Linked DNA regions of Mus musculus: region 1 is linked to region 2. The links are chromatin contacts, called in public promoter capture Hi-C maps. All regions are on one chromosome and are shown on one strand. The core of a region is the stretch at or near the end of the contact, and the rest is flanking DNA. Distances in the headings are between cores, read along the strand shown.

The links. Promoter capture Hi-C pulls out the DNA fragments that hold promoters and counts their contacts.
Region 1: a promoter capture Hi-C map of pre-B cells shows a contact between it and region 2, with 3 times the contacts expected there. The contact joins the promoter of Prr11 here to the promoter of Aatf in region 2. A contact is called at or near these places in 4 of 39 promoter capture datasets (cranial neural crest, frontonasal cranial neural crest, liver and 1 more).

What each region holds. Positions count from the first base shown.
Region 1 is chr11:87,104,270-87,111,353 of GRCm38.p6, forward strand. Prr11 (proline rich 11) reads right to left here and starts at 4,445. Exons shown (of 10, transcript NM_175563.5): 1 at 4,372-4,445; 2 at 1,740-1,872. The coding sequence starts at 1,867. It overlaps Ska2 (spindle and kinetochore associated complex subunit 2), which reads left to right and starts at 4,992. Exons shown (of 4, transcript NM_025377.3): 1 at 4,992-5,035. The coding sequence starts at 5,003.
Region 2 is chr11:84,511,057-84,517,921 of GRCm38.p6, forward strand. It overlaps Aatf (apoptosis antagonizing transcription factor), which reads right to left and starts at 2,445. Exons shown (of 13, transcript NM_019816.1): 1 at 2,236-2,445; 2 at 1,085-1,273; 3 at 427-522. The coding sequence starts at 2,326.

The sequences.
Region 1 (7,084 bases), core at 3,195-5,694, 2.6 Mb after region 2:
CATATATTCTTGCAGTGAGCTGTATCTCTTATCACAAATAGCTTGTTTATAGTGTGACTCAGGACCACTCAGGCTCTGACTGGCTGATTGACTTCCTTGTTTTGCTTTTTTATTGAGATAGGGTCTCACTGTGTTGTTCTGACTGTCCTGGAACTGACTGTGTGGACCAGGGTTGCCTTGAACTTACAGCAGTCCTCTCCCCTGTGTTTCCTGAGTGCTGGGATCACATGTGTGTGCGAAACATAGCCTATTTATTTATTTACTATTTGGATTAAAAAAAAAATATGTGTCTGTGTGCTGCGTCTATGAGTGTGTGCTGTGTGTGAGTGCCTGCAGAGGCGAGGGAAGATCTTCTGCAGCCAGAGTTGTATGAGGTTGTGAGCTAGCTAACTTGAGCCCTGGCTATCCCAAATCTCACCTTGCAGACCAGGCTGGCCTTGAACTCACAGAGATCCACCTACTTCTGTTTCCGGAGTGCTGGGATTAAAGGCGGACGCCACCATAGCCCGGCTCTAGTTTTACTTTTTGAGACAGGGTCTCATGTATCCTATGATGATTTTGTTAAACATGATATAAGATCATAGATGTGGGCTACAAAGCCCGATTTTACTTTTAATTTCTTGTCCTTCATGTGTGATAACCCTGAGTTTAATCCCTGGCATACCAAAAATAAAGTAAGCTGAATAAGGTGGTACATACCAAACACCCAGAGGAGAAACAGGGGAGGGTTTAAAGCAGGATGATTTCTAAAAGCTCAAGGCCAGTTTGGGTTACAGACAGTTCCAGGGTGGCCAGGACTGGAGATAGAAGATAGAAAGAGTCAAAGGGAATCAACAAATAAGAAGCTATCCTCAAGAACTAAAGAGAGTGGAGAGGGAGGGACAACACTGGGTGCACAAAGCATGTTAGTAGGAACACCAGCACCCTACAATTTCTGGGGCTCAGCCTTCCTTCCTATGATACATTCAACTTCCGAGTTTCAGAATAGATGGTCAACCTGACCAGAACGAAGGCTTTATCAAGCTCTGTGCCCCTCTCTCATCAGATAGTTGCTATAATTAGTCAGCAAAATTCAACTCAAAAGGGGAAATAGGTACTTTGGGTTTGAATAGAACTCTTTCTGATTTTTACTTCATTGGAACGCATTTTTAAAGAAAAGTTTGTGTGTGTGTGTGTGTGTGTGTGTATGTCTGCAGACACTTGAGGAGCCCAGGAGAAGGTATCAGATCCTCTAGAGTGTTGTTATAGGCAATTATAAGCTGCCCCATATGGGTGCTGGGAATTCAAAGTATTTTAGGCAAGAGCAGTCTGTGAACCACTGAGCCATCTCTACAGTCCTCGTTTGAACTCTTGTGCTATGTGAAATTCAGGATGTCTGGTTAAAAATCTAACTTACTTATTTTTGATTCAGCTTCACATAGTTCATGTAGGCTTTGAATTAGCTGTCTAAATTGAGGATAACCTTGAATTCTTGATCATCCTGTTAACCTACAGAATGTCAACCTAGCCGGGCATGGTGGCACACGCCTTTAATCCCAGCACCCGGGAGGCAGAGGCAGGCGAATTTCTGAGTTCGAGGCCATCCTGGTCTACAGAGTGAGCCCCCCCCCCCCCCGCACCCCCAGCCAAAAAAAAGATTTATGTGGAGGACAAAATTCAAATTGGACTGCATGTTGTATATTATCCCTGGCTGACAGGGGTGAGATCGACTCATTCCTGTCTTCCCCATCACACTTTACCTTTCCGGTTCGGGGAGGGGAGGGGAAGGTGTCAATAACTTAGGAGAGACCACAGCGGCTTCTTTCTTCTTAGACATTCGTTTGGCTTTGGCTTTTAGCTTTCTTCTTCGCTGTTTGTACTTGGGCATGATTTCTGTAGAGAAAAATTTGAAGTTGAAAAAAACTGTATTTTATGTAGATGGGTGCCTTGCCTGCTTGTGTGTCTGTCTTCACACCATTTGCAGGCCTGAGCAGGCCAGAAGAGGGCTTCGTATCCACTGAAACTGGAGCTACAGATGATTGCGAGCTGCCATGTGGGTGCTGGGAATTGAACTCAAGTCCACTAGAAGCGCAGCCAGTGCTCCTAACTACAGAGCCATTTCCTTAGTTCCTGAAATGAATGTTCTCTTAGATAATAATGTATAATATAGAAAATGTTTAAAATTTCAGTATATAGTTCAATGATTTATGATATAGAAATTTTATACATCCCTGAATATGTTATATATCTTGGTTGTTTTATGCTTATTTCAAGGATTTTCCTTTTTCTCCAACCTTGATTAAGATTTAAATTGTAGTTCTGGGCATGGTAGTAGAGACCTGCAGTCCCAGCATTGGGGACTGGGATTTGAAGCAGAAGGACTGCTGTGGATTGAAGAACATCTTAAGATACATAAGTGATCCTGTATCTAAGACATCTAAAATCCGAGGTACACCCGTACTCACTACTCGGAAGGTGGAGACAGGTAGATCAAGACTTATGGATAGACTTATTCAAGCCCAGCCTAGGTACACGAGACCCTGTCTCATAAAACAAGATAAAACCAAAAGCCAGAGAGAAAGTAACCAGGATTCTAGAAACCACTTCAAATGGAAGAAGTTGTAAACTCAGATTACAATGTCTCTGCAGAATCTTTCCCTTTGGCTTTACATTAGCCCCTCACCTTGCTTTTGTGGTTTTATTCATGAAGTCAAATTAATTTCTCTTTATTCCCTGCAAGTCCCTCTTCCCGGCTGGAGACCAAACCCAGGCAAGTGGTCTATTACTGAGTGACTACAGTACTTAGCCCTTTGCTTTTCTTACAATAGAGAAAATGGCTGTAGTGGATTATATTATATTAAAAGATAGGTTTGTGATTCAGCAACATATAATGAGCACCTACTATGATAGGCAGATGTCATAGTGGGAGGGACCATTTGTTAAATGCCCCCTCAAGTGGGGTACAACCTACTTTTCCTCAGCTAATGTTCAATGTCCTCAAAGGTTTCAATCCCTGACAAGGAAGATTTTAGTCCTAGTGTTATACAAAATTAAGCTGAGGCTTAGACTAGCTATCTGCCTAATATAATACAATGAAGTATAATGAAGACCTATAAGTCTCCAGAGACCATGACTTTTTCTAATAGACTATGGGGCTATAGTAACTTTAACAGGCTTTATACAATTACCCAAAATGAAAGGTTTGTTTTAAGACAGGTACTTTGAAGCCAGGCAGTGATGGTACACGCCTTTAATCCCAGCACTTGGGAGGCAGAGGGAGGCGGATTTCTGAGTTCATGGGCAGCCTGGTCTACAGAGGGAGTTCCAGGACAATTGGGGCTATACAGAGAAACCCTGTCTCGAAAAACCAAAACCAACCAGCCAACCAACCAACCAAACAAACAAAAAAGACAGGTATTTTGAAACACTTAATAGTACTTAAAATATTTCTGTTTTATATTTAAATATACATCCTTATCTGAAAAAATAAAATTTAAAAAAGTCTGGGTTAGTTGTTGATACACAAGCTCCTGTCTCAGAACAATATAATTAGTCTTCTTCATGAGTTGACACTGCTGGTTCTTTAAGAACTCCATCAGTTATATGGAAAGGTCTTTGGCCAGGGGCACTTCTAAAACTGTAGCAGCAGCATAAGTGACAGATTTACTTCATCATCACTATTCTAAAACACATGTTTTACATCCCCCTCTAGTCAATTTAATTTCCATCATCAGTTTAGTTGGTTTGCCTTGAATGCTGAAGCATGATCTCTGCCATTGTCCTATAGTCAATTTTGTTTTAAGTCGTGAAGCATTGCTATCCCCAACCCCACCCGGTTCTTCCCTGTGTCTTTCTCAGAGTGACCACAGGTCCTTAGTCTTACCCAGCACACTACTAGACACACAGTAAAAGGGGTATACTTTTAAAGTAGATGTCAGAAGTCATTTTGCATCATGGAACACTGTAAAATTACCTGACATAAAATACTTCTCCATAAACGTAAATGCGCTGAAGAATGGCTGGGGAGAGCATCTGGTTAAATAAACATTGTGATAGGAAATTTGGGTAGATTCCTATAATTTGCATTTTTCGCTAGCGCCCAGAGAAGCCAATTACCGCCAGTCGGTGGGCCCCCTTTGAGAAGCAAAAAGTTACGACAAAGACTGAGCAAAAAGGCAATCACTTCAAACTATATATTGCAGTGTTAAATAAAAAATGTGTCTCAGATGTTGCCAGCGGAGCTCTTCTCCTGCCCGAAACCTTTCCTTTTCTGCTCCATCTCCCTTCCCTGTCCAGCTCAAGACCCCACCTCCATAAGAACCCAGTCATCAACAGTTCGAGTAACGGAAGACGGGACCAGGTAACAAAGAGAAAAAACGTCGTTGCACTTACTAGTCTAAGAGCCTGGGGATTAGACGAAGTTCGGGCCTAAGCCTCTTCCACACCATAAAGAAAATTTCAAAATTAAATCTTTGCCGACGAGCGACCAATCGTAGACGTGGTCTCTACAGGGTTCGTTGTCTTGAAAGGATCAAAGCACAGCTTGGACTACGATTGGCCAAAAGAGCATCACATCCTGGCCAATCGGAACTGAGGCGCTTCTTGTATGAATAAGGAAAGGCGGGCGAGAAGGGGCGGGGAAGCCGGAGAGAAAAGGAGGTGTGTCACGTCGCCTAGGCCCGCAGTGGAAGCTTTTATGTCATTGGCTGCTGCTGCTTCCGAGTACACCAATCGCAAACTCTTTTCCAAGTATGAACTTGAAAGTAGGGACCATAAGGCAGCCAATGGAAAAATTCATATATTCAGCAGCCAATCCCCCTGCGGCGTTTTGTGTCTTTGTCCAACAGGAAAGTGCGTTTTATAACGAGGGGCGTTACCCAGGCGCCAATGGGCGGGCGCCGATGGAACGTACTAGCCAATGAGCGCAAGACGTTGAGTGACAGCTGTCCAATGGAGGGCCTCAGTGCTAGCACGGCTTACAGCTTAAGCGCCTCAGCGGTCTGAGGAATGTCAACTATTCAATATGGAGGCGGAGGTCGATAAGCTGGAACTGATGGTGAGTGGAGAGTGAAGGAAACCTACTGGGTAATTAATGTGCTCCACCGATGGCCTAGAAGGTGAAGCGCATTTTAGAGTCTCCTGAAACTGGGTTGTGGAAGCTGGAACCTGAATTGAGTTCCTTCTTTCTGCACCTACGGGAGCTACCGCCGCCTTGGTCTCTTAACCGCCGCGGGGGAAGGGGTTACATCCGGGGAACTCGTGAGGGAAATGGCGGGAGATGTTGAGGGTGTGGGGCCTTTGTAATTCCCTGGTCCTGGTTTTCTCCTTCATCGGCTCCAGGAGCCGCGCCCGGCACAGATACCGCCTCACGAATTTCTACCTTCCTTGCCCAAGCGTGACTGGAACGGTCTTTAATAGCTCGGAGGAGGAGAGAGGTCGTTTACGTCTCCCGAAAAGGGGGATGGAGGATGAGGTGGGGCAGAAGTCTAGGGGCGCGGAGAAATTCAAGTCCACCATGCACCTACTCGCAGGCGAGCTGGGACAGTCTGAAAGAAGATGCTAGACTTGCACGAGAAACTTGCCCGCGGTTCCGCAGACTGGGCTCTTTGCGGCTTGGGAGAGGAGCCGCCGCGGGGACCGAGCCTGGAGCTCCTTCCCGGGGCGCGAGCGGCGTTGCCCCAGGCCCGGCTTTCTGCTTCCTAGATGCTCAATTCCTTTCCTCTGTGCAAGGAGAACCCTGGACGAAGGCCCTCAGCGGCTGCGGGCAAGGCTGGAGTGCACTGAGCGTCCAGCCGAGTGGCCTTGTCATTCTCCATCAGTGTTCTCTTTATTCCCGCCCTCCCATCCTTCCACTGCCCGCTAGATCGCCGCGCCTTTTTTCTTAGTTTTCTTGTTCTGTCTTCAGACTTCTTTTTGCATGATCACTTTTCTTCCAGATTGATCATCGGACCACCAGCCCCCTTTTAAAAAAATACCAAGATTAATATTAAAAAGTAAAACACTCCATCTGCAGTCTGCCCTTTTTCCCTCTGCGTAGGTATCCGTTGTGTCTGAGCCACTCTCTCCAAGGAAAATCTTGAGTTTGTAACTTCTGCTTTGGAATAGACTTTGGGGTGATCCTGGAAGATAGCGAGTACCACCCCGACTTCCCCATTCCCACACCAGAAGGTGTGAGGCCTCAGTTTCTTTTCTCTTGGGTTAATTAATTCAGGTGTTTCAAACACATTTTATTAGAAAGATTTCCAGTCTTGTTTAACATTGTATTTTAAAACTTTCTTTGTGGAGGGAGTGTGGGGATGGGGGCGGGGGTGGGGGGAGAGAAGAGGAGAAGAATTTTCTGCTGCTTTCCAAATCTTGAAAAAATGAATATTTGACTTAAGAATTTTTCGTGTGTGGGTGTGTGATTACCATCTTAAAATACGCACAAAATGTTAAATATTGTGGTTAGAGTCTATCAAACAACCTGCATGTAAATTCTCTTGTTCCTCTCCCATAGTATGAATTCCTTGCACTGGAATAGGTGGAGATATTTTTACTTGTTAGAGGCTAATTCTGTGTTTTTAACGGGTTGCTTTTTGTAATTGGTGGATCAAGTTCTGAGCTTTATCTAACCCTTCCATTGCAATCAATTCTCAAACTTTTAAAAAATATTGAGCAAATTATCTTAAAGAAAATACAAGTTAAACATCCTGTTAAAGGTAAGTTTTAGGAAGTTATGAGGTTGTTGAACTTTAACATATTTTAGATACTGTATAAATTATGGTCTAGCTTTAACATTTCTTTTTTCAGAGGATCAAAGGAAAACAGCTTTTCCCTTTGTAACATAACCTGAAGTACATTGATGGTAGTAGCATTTACAATTTTCAAGTTACTGAACTTTTTTTCATAACCAAGGGCTTGAAAAACATTATTTTTAACCATGATTTTCAATATTAACTGCTTTTTATTGACTAGACAACAAAAGACATTTCATCTTCACATTGCCATGTTCCTTCCTTTCTTTTAAAAACAGTACCTGTTGAGAAAGTTACTTTCTAAGCCAGAGATAAATGATTCCTTGTGCAATCGTCTTTTATTAGTAGGTCTTTACAATACTTAAAAGGTT
Region 2 (6,865 bases), core at 1,195-3,694:
AAAAAAAAAACTATAAGCTAATTCTTTCTCGGGAAAGATTGGAAGCATTATGTTATCATTTACAATGACAAAAGGCCAGTTTCACGAGTAACTAATACACAGGAAATCAATAAAAGACCTGAAAAACAAAAAGAGTCAAAATATAAAACGCACCATGGGCATGTGAACTTTTTTAACCACACAGCTCTGTCAATACCCATTATGCTCTGCCCAGTTTCCCCCTCATTTCAGGGTGAGCCACTAACCTGAACTTGGTAACCTCGAGTGTTAGGTTTCTGTTTGTCTGTTTGTTTTTTAAGACAGGGTCTCAGGTGTAGCACATGCTAGTGCAGAACTTACTGTGTAGCTCAGGCTGGCCTTGAACTCCTGATTCCCCTGCTTCAGTCTCTCCTAATTCTGAGATAAAAGAACTATCCTCGCCCTCACCTTCTAAGTCTTCGTCAACATCTTCTGAGATCTCCTCCAGGCCCAGGCCCTCTGAATCCCCATCTTCAGATCCTCCCTCATCAGATGCTTCGTTATCTAAATTATAAGGGGAAAAAAGGGGAAAGGAGTTACCTAGAGAAAAATACCAGGCCACATCTTTCATTCCAGTTAATCTGTGGGAGCTTATATGACAGAACAAACATGTTATTGTGCTCTATTCAACTGCACGAACTCACTACGTTTCTATCATCTCTAAAACGCTAACAGGAAACAAAGCCTAACTGGGCTTTAGCATCCTTTTTTTTTTTAAAGAATTATTTATTTATTTTATGTTTATGTAGCTGTCTCCACACACACCGGAATAGGGCATCGGATCCCATTACAGATGGTTATGAGCCACCATGTGGTTGCTGGGAATCAAACTCAGGACCTCTGGAAGAGCAGTCAGTGCTCTTAACCACGGAGCCATCTCTCCAGCCCTTTAGCATCCTTTTTAAAGTAACATGCTGACCTCTAAGGCCCTTCCAAGTACCAATTCAATGGTCTCTCCTAAATTAAGTGGAGACCCACAGACTTCCAGAAAGAATCCAGAAACAAAACAGTTTAACCATACAGAACTAAGCCAAGAGAAGAGTTTGGGGTGAAAATGTCTACTCACCAGATGAACTTGGCAGAGCCTGCTCCCAATGGTCTTCTTTCCAAGCTTTCCTAGAAGTGGTCTTGCCAGAATACCTTTTGTCGGTGTCCAAGAGGGAGACTGGTGCCAACTTTCTAATGCTACTCACTGCCAGATCATCTTTCTCCTCTTCCCCTTCATCAAACCTGTCAATCACTCTGGCTCTAGTGGCTGTTGGGGAGGGAGAAAAATAGAATCTTAGGTTAGAAAAATACTTTAACAGGAACCCACTTAAGCCATTTCAACCCCACACCCCACCTTCCTGTACTAGGTGAGTACTCTTAGTACTGGGCTCCACCCCAGCCCTTGATTCATTGTGTCCTCTATAACATAACATAACTAACTTACAGGAATAGGGAGTTGACTTCTGGTTTCTAAGGAGACTGCTGTCATATTGCTATCTATTTCTAAACAGAGAGCTAACTCCCTGCAACTACTAGGAGACATGTTTTTATGCCTTGGAACTTATAAATCTAGGAACGTATAAATCTGATTCTTCCTTGCTTTTCCATGGTGTTTTTTATTGTTTTTCTTTTTCAGAGGTTCTGAAAATTAAATCCAGTGCATCAAGTGTTATCGGCTACATGCCCAGGGTCCTTAATTCTTCCTCAATATGTGACAGTCATTGGGTGCTATAGACACTCATGACACCCCTCCAGTTGTCTTTCTCACACCTCCCTGACCCAAGTCTAAAGCACAATTACTCCCAGCCGGTCTCAGAACAGGTTTATGAAGAATCAGTCTGTCATCAGAATGTGGACAAATGGCTTAAGGCCTAAATAAACATGGCTAAACAGCATCGGGTAATCATTTTCATTCTCATGAAGATTTTAGAAGCAGTCAGTTTCAAACACACAAAAACCTGAAACTCATCAGGCTTCTTTCTCCTTTCGAAGGTAATACCAAGAAAAGTGGCATCCTAAACTGCTGCCAGCCGGCTGCCTGCAACTCCCCGCCAGGGTCCTGATGTCCCGCCCACCCCCAGAGTCTAGAATGCTGGATTACTGCTCACGCCACCCTCCCAAGAGACAATTTTCCCCCAGCGAAAAGGGAAGGCGAGCAGGTCCAAGCACCAGCGGCCCTTGAAGTCGGAGCCACTGCTCTGCACGTGGTTAGCCCCAGTCAGGCCTCACCCTCCTCCGGGTCGGCCTCAGGATCCGCCTCACGCGGTCTCGGATTCAGCAACTGTTCCAGCTGCAGAGCCAAGGGCTGCGGCGCCGCCATGGTCACCAGGTCACTGCCGGCGCTGCGCTCGTGAACCTGCACTGCAGCCCGAGCCCCCCGGCCCGACACTCGCAGCAGTGGCGCTACGGCCCAGACTCTACTTGGCAACTCAAGGCGGAGACCTCGCGGAGGCGGCGTTTAGAATCCCAGTAGGCAACTTCCGGGAGGCGCGCGCGCGCCGGAGGGGCGGGGCGTCGCGTCACCACTGGGCTGCTAAGCTGAGACGCAGGCGCCCGAAACCGTGGCAGGGTTGCGAGCCGCCCGAACGCGCGTGCGCCGGAGGCCCCTCGGACGCGCGGCGCGGGAGCGCGCCGGAGCACGTGACCGCTTGGAGCGAGAAAGGTTGATTGTGCTCTGAGCTGCCAGGGTCCCCTAAGCACGAAATAACGCCTCGAGCTTTGTGCGAGCTTGGTTTAGGAATTAAGCGTAAAGTAGCTGTGGCTGCTGGTGGCTGGCTGGTTTGTGAAAGGGAGTGAAGGATAAGCCTCTCAAACCTCAGGTACACACTCGAGCAAGCACAGACCCGGGACTCAAAACGGGGCTTTTCTCAGGGTAGAGGAGCCTGCGGCCAGGCACACAGCTTCGGGCCAGGATCTGAGAGGCCTGCGTGTGTTAAGTGTGCGGCGAGGTGCGATCTTTATTGATAGAAATAATTAGGAATCGCGATGGTTGTACCACAAATCAAGATTGTTTCTGTAGCTTCTTGTACCCTCTTGCCTGGGCAATCACAGGGAGGGGCAGGGGGGTAGAATTACTCTACTACAGAAGCGTTGATATTAACAGCTTTTCTGTTCAAAGATGGAGTGACTCAGTCAGACCCCCGAAACTAGTGAAGATGGGAGAAGAGAAACCCTTCACTCAGTTCTGGTATTAGATGGCCAGACTCAAAATACACAAAGACCTTAATGTGATAAATGTAATTGCACCCAGGCCCATGAAGCTATGCCATCACTTTGCATTCGTTTTTCTTTTCATGGAGCATCCCTTGACGCCCACTACTGTGGCAAGCACTGCTAGATGAAATATAGGATGTGTAAGTTAGACTCTCTCTCCACACAGTGACCAGTCTAGAAGGGCAGGAAACATGAACTGCACCGAGGAATGACAAATTTGAGTGTAAAGTGGTCTGTCTATACTGATCTGTTGGAGGTCTTCCTCCATGGAGACCTAGAATCTACTATAACAGGAAAGCTGCCTCAGAAGAATCCAGAAAAAAAAAAAAAAGAAAAAACGACTTGAATAATAGACACTGTGTCCATGCCTGTTTGTATGTTAAGACAGTCTCTTGCCTCCTACACATCATGTAATTGAAGATGACCCTGAATTTCTTGACCCTCCTGTCTCCACTGGGATTAGAGACATGTGCCTGCCACTACACCCTGTTTATTTAGAGCTAGGGGCTGAACCCAGAGTGTTCTGTACACTAAGCAGGAGCTCTTCCAGTTCTAAGTCCCCAGGCCAGTGCCATTTTTTAAGTATACTCCAGGCCAGCTGGATCCCAAAGCCAGCAACGTAGGCAACTGGTAGCTCCCCAGTAGAATCCACTGGAAGACAATTCAGACACCCTCAGATTCAGGTAGATTTCCGAATTTAAGAAATTTAAGAGATTTCTACTTTCTTGTGGCATGTCTCATGTTCCTGTCCTAACTGGTCCTTGAGTGAAGATGACCAAGCCTAGACAATAGAAAAAAAAAAAGCAACTGTTTTAGGGTAAAGCCTTTCAGACGTGGAGAGCCAAAGAATGTCAGACTAGGCGAAGACTCAGGCGAAGAAAATTGCTGTATGGCTGAGAGTAGTTTAGAGAGCTTGTTCTTTAAGGTCCTCTCCGCTGCGCTTGCAGTCGAGTCTGTGTTAGAGCCTCCATAGCAAAACATGTTCTCTATGAGGTGCAGTAGCCTTGGGCACAGAGAACAAAAATGTTCTCCTACCCCACACTTAGTAAATTCTATTCTCCTAGATCCTCCTCCCTCATTATTTCAGGTGCTTAGAAACCTGCCCTTTAAGGTGAGGAGAACAGGGTGGAAAGAGAAAAGGAAGCAGGGCAGAGCCCACCTTGAAGCTGTTGTGCATACAGGACACTGTTGGCCTGTGTGAGGCAGATCTGAGCAAACAGTGTAAGGTACAGGTGCCCCGAGCCTGCTTACCAATGCTCCCTCTCCTGTCTGCTCCTGACTTGGGAACCCATTTTTTTTTTTTAGGAAGTAGTCACATATACCCCAACCACCACCCTCCCAATTGCTTTCCTACCCCAGGAATCTTCTTCCTGGAAGGGAGGACAGAGGAAGAATGGTAGAGCTTAAGATGCAATTAAGGGAAGTGAAGACATGAGCGAGGGAGAGACCACTCAAAGCTCAGGAGCTCCTTCTTTCTTGAATGGCAGGTAAAGGACTCCAGCGGGGAGTGCTACTGGACTTGGAGGGCCAGTAAAGGGCAGTGGAGCTTCCGGAAGAAGTTTCAACCTCTTAAGTGTAGGATGGTGAACAGATGGGCTGTGCAGAAAGGGGCTTAAAAGTGAGCAATCTGCCCTGCGGAGAAAAGACAGGGGTTTGGGGTTCACCTCCCTCTTATCTGCTCCCTGAACTGCGAAGTGGCAGGAATAGCCATGGGTGGGCAGAGGTGACTAAATTGGACACCTCCCTCCGATGGCCAGAAACAGCTAGTTTAGAGAAACCAGGTTCTGACCTGTCTGTCTTCCTAAACAGCATCAACCTCAGGCCCATCCCCGTTGTTGACAGGACCTGTCCTGGGTCTGCACTAATTTGCCTGCCTTCTTGCAATGGCCATACATCAAAACAAGCTGCTAAGGGGATAAGTTGAGTCTGTGAGCTTTGAGATTCTCAGCTTAGATGGCAGCTCTCTGAGGCTGGAATCCTGACTGCAAGTGCTTTAGAGGCACAGAGGTAGAGGTTTTAAGATAGCTTGGGGACAGAAAAGTGCTTGCCAAATTCTGCTATGGGGAGACTGCCCTCCCAGATAGCAGGGGTCGACAGAGGACCAAAAGACACTTCCTGTCATTCTCTCTCTCTCTCTCTCCCAGGGGCTCCGCGTGGGAAAGGTTCGTGTGGGAAAGGTTTGCTGGGCCAGAGGTGCGAAGCAGAGGTGAATGCGACCCAACCCCTGCTATCTGTTTACCTGTCCCGGTATTCGCTGGGTTTCACAATGACCCGCAGAGGGAAAAGACCGAGCCACCACCTCGGAGTTAGAATTGAATCTACACCGCCTGCCCAATTCTTAAAGCGGTTCTTATCAAATACTCCAATAGCACAATAAAGCTGCTAAATAATTCAGCACCCTTGATAGGAAAATGCCACTTCCCGAGATGAGCATAGGTTCAGCTAAATGAATGCCTTTAAGTGGGAGGGTTCCAGGGTTGGTGGCTGTAATGAGTGTGGGTTCTGATTTAATGTATATAAATGCTAAAAGAAAAAAACCACAGAGACCATTATTGCATATTAAGAAAATGCGCTGTTTGCCACGGTTAGGCTAGGAGTTTCCAAAGTCTCCCTTATATTTCATAAATTTTTGTTTCTGAAAGAACACTGCCAGATCCCTCCCTGGTTGTCGTTAGTTAGATAAGCCATCATAGGAGGGCAATGAAATATAGCTTACTCTAAAGCCATCTCTACGGGAAAGATAAACTTGGCTGTGTCTTAACAAAAATGCAAACAGCGCTAGAAATTGCACACAATTTAATGCAAAATGCTTGATTTTTTTAAAAAATAAAATAAAATAAGGAATAATCCAGGCTGAAATCTAGCCGCTATGATAAAGAACCCTTGGGACCCTGATATTAAAACTCTAACACTCACACATTATTTTCACAGAAGAAAACACTCACATGTCTTCCATTTCTAATGACAGTTTGGGTGGGAGCTAACTATTCTCAGGCCCTCTCTATTGCAACTTGATTTCTCTATTGGTCATTTTTGTTCCTCTTCTGCAGAAACTTAATATGTATCTTATGCCAGGCAAAATCGTTTCCCTTCTGGGGAACTTCAAACGTAGCAAATACTATAAAAATAACAATTTCATATCAGTTCTGTGAAAAGGATTAAAGGATCTCATTTCTAGTTATATTTTATATTCATTTTCGGGTTATCTTTCAACCCACCAAATTAGAAAGCAGGATTATCTATGGAAAATGAATTGAAGCTGTAAAAGACTAGTCTAACTGTATTTACAAGTATCTGACATCCACAAGCTTGGCTTTGCCAGTATAGGGAGGAGCTGGGGTGTGTTGTGTTTGGGCTCTCTCCCCTAATCACAGACCCGCACCACTCAGTTGCAGGGTGTTTTTGGTTTTTTTTTTTTTAAGCCATGGATTTGATTCCTATTTCCAATTCTATATTAACTTATCAGCAAACATCTCTTCAACTGTATCAGTTAAGCCCAGAGAATGCAAATCTGTATTTAATAACAGCAGGAAGCCAAAGAATGCTTGGCTGGCTTTGGGAAAGAACTTCACCCAGAGTCAAGGTGAAAATGGATCACTCCCATCTAGCCTGCCTTCCTACCGGCCTCTGAGGGTCCATTCAATAC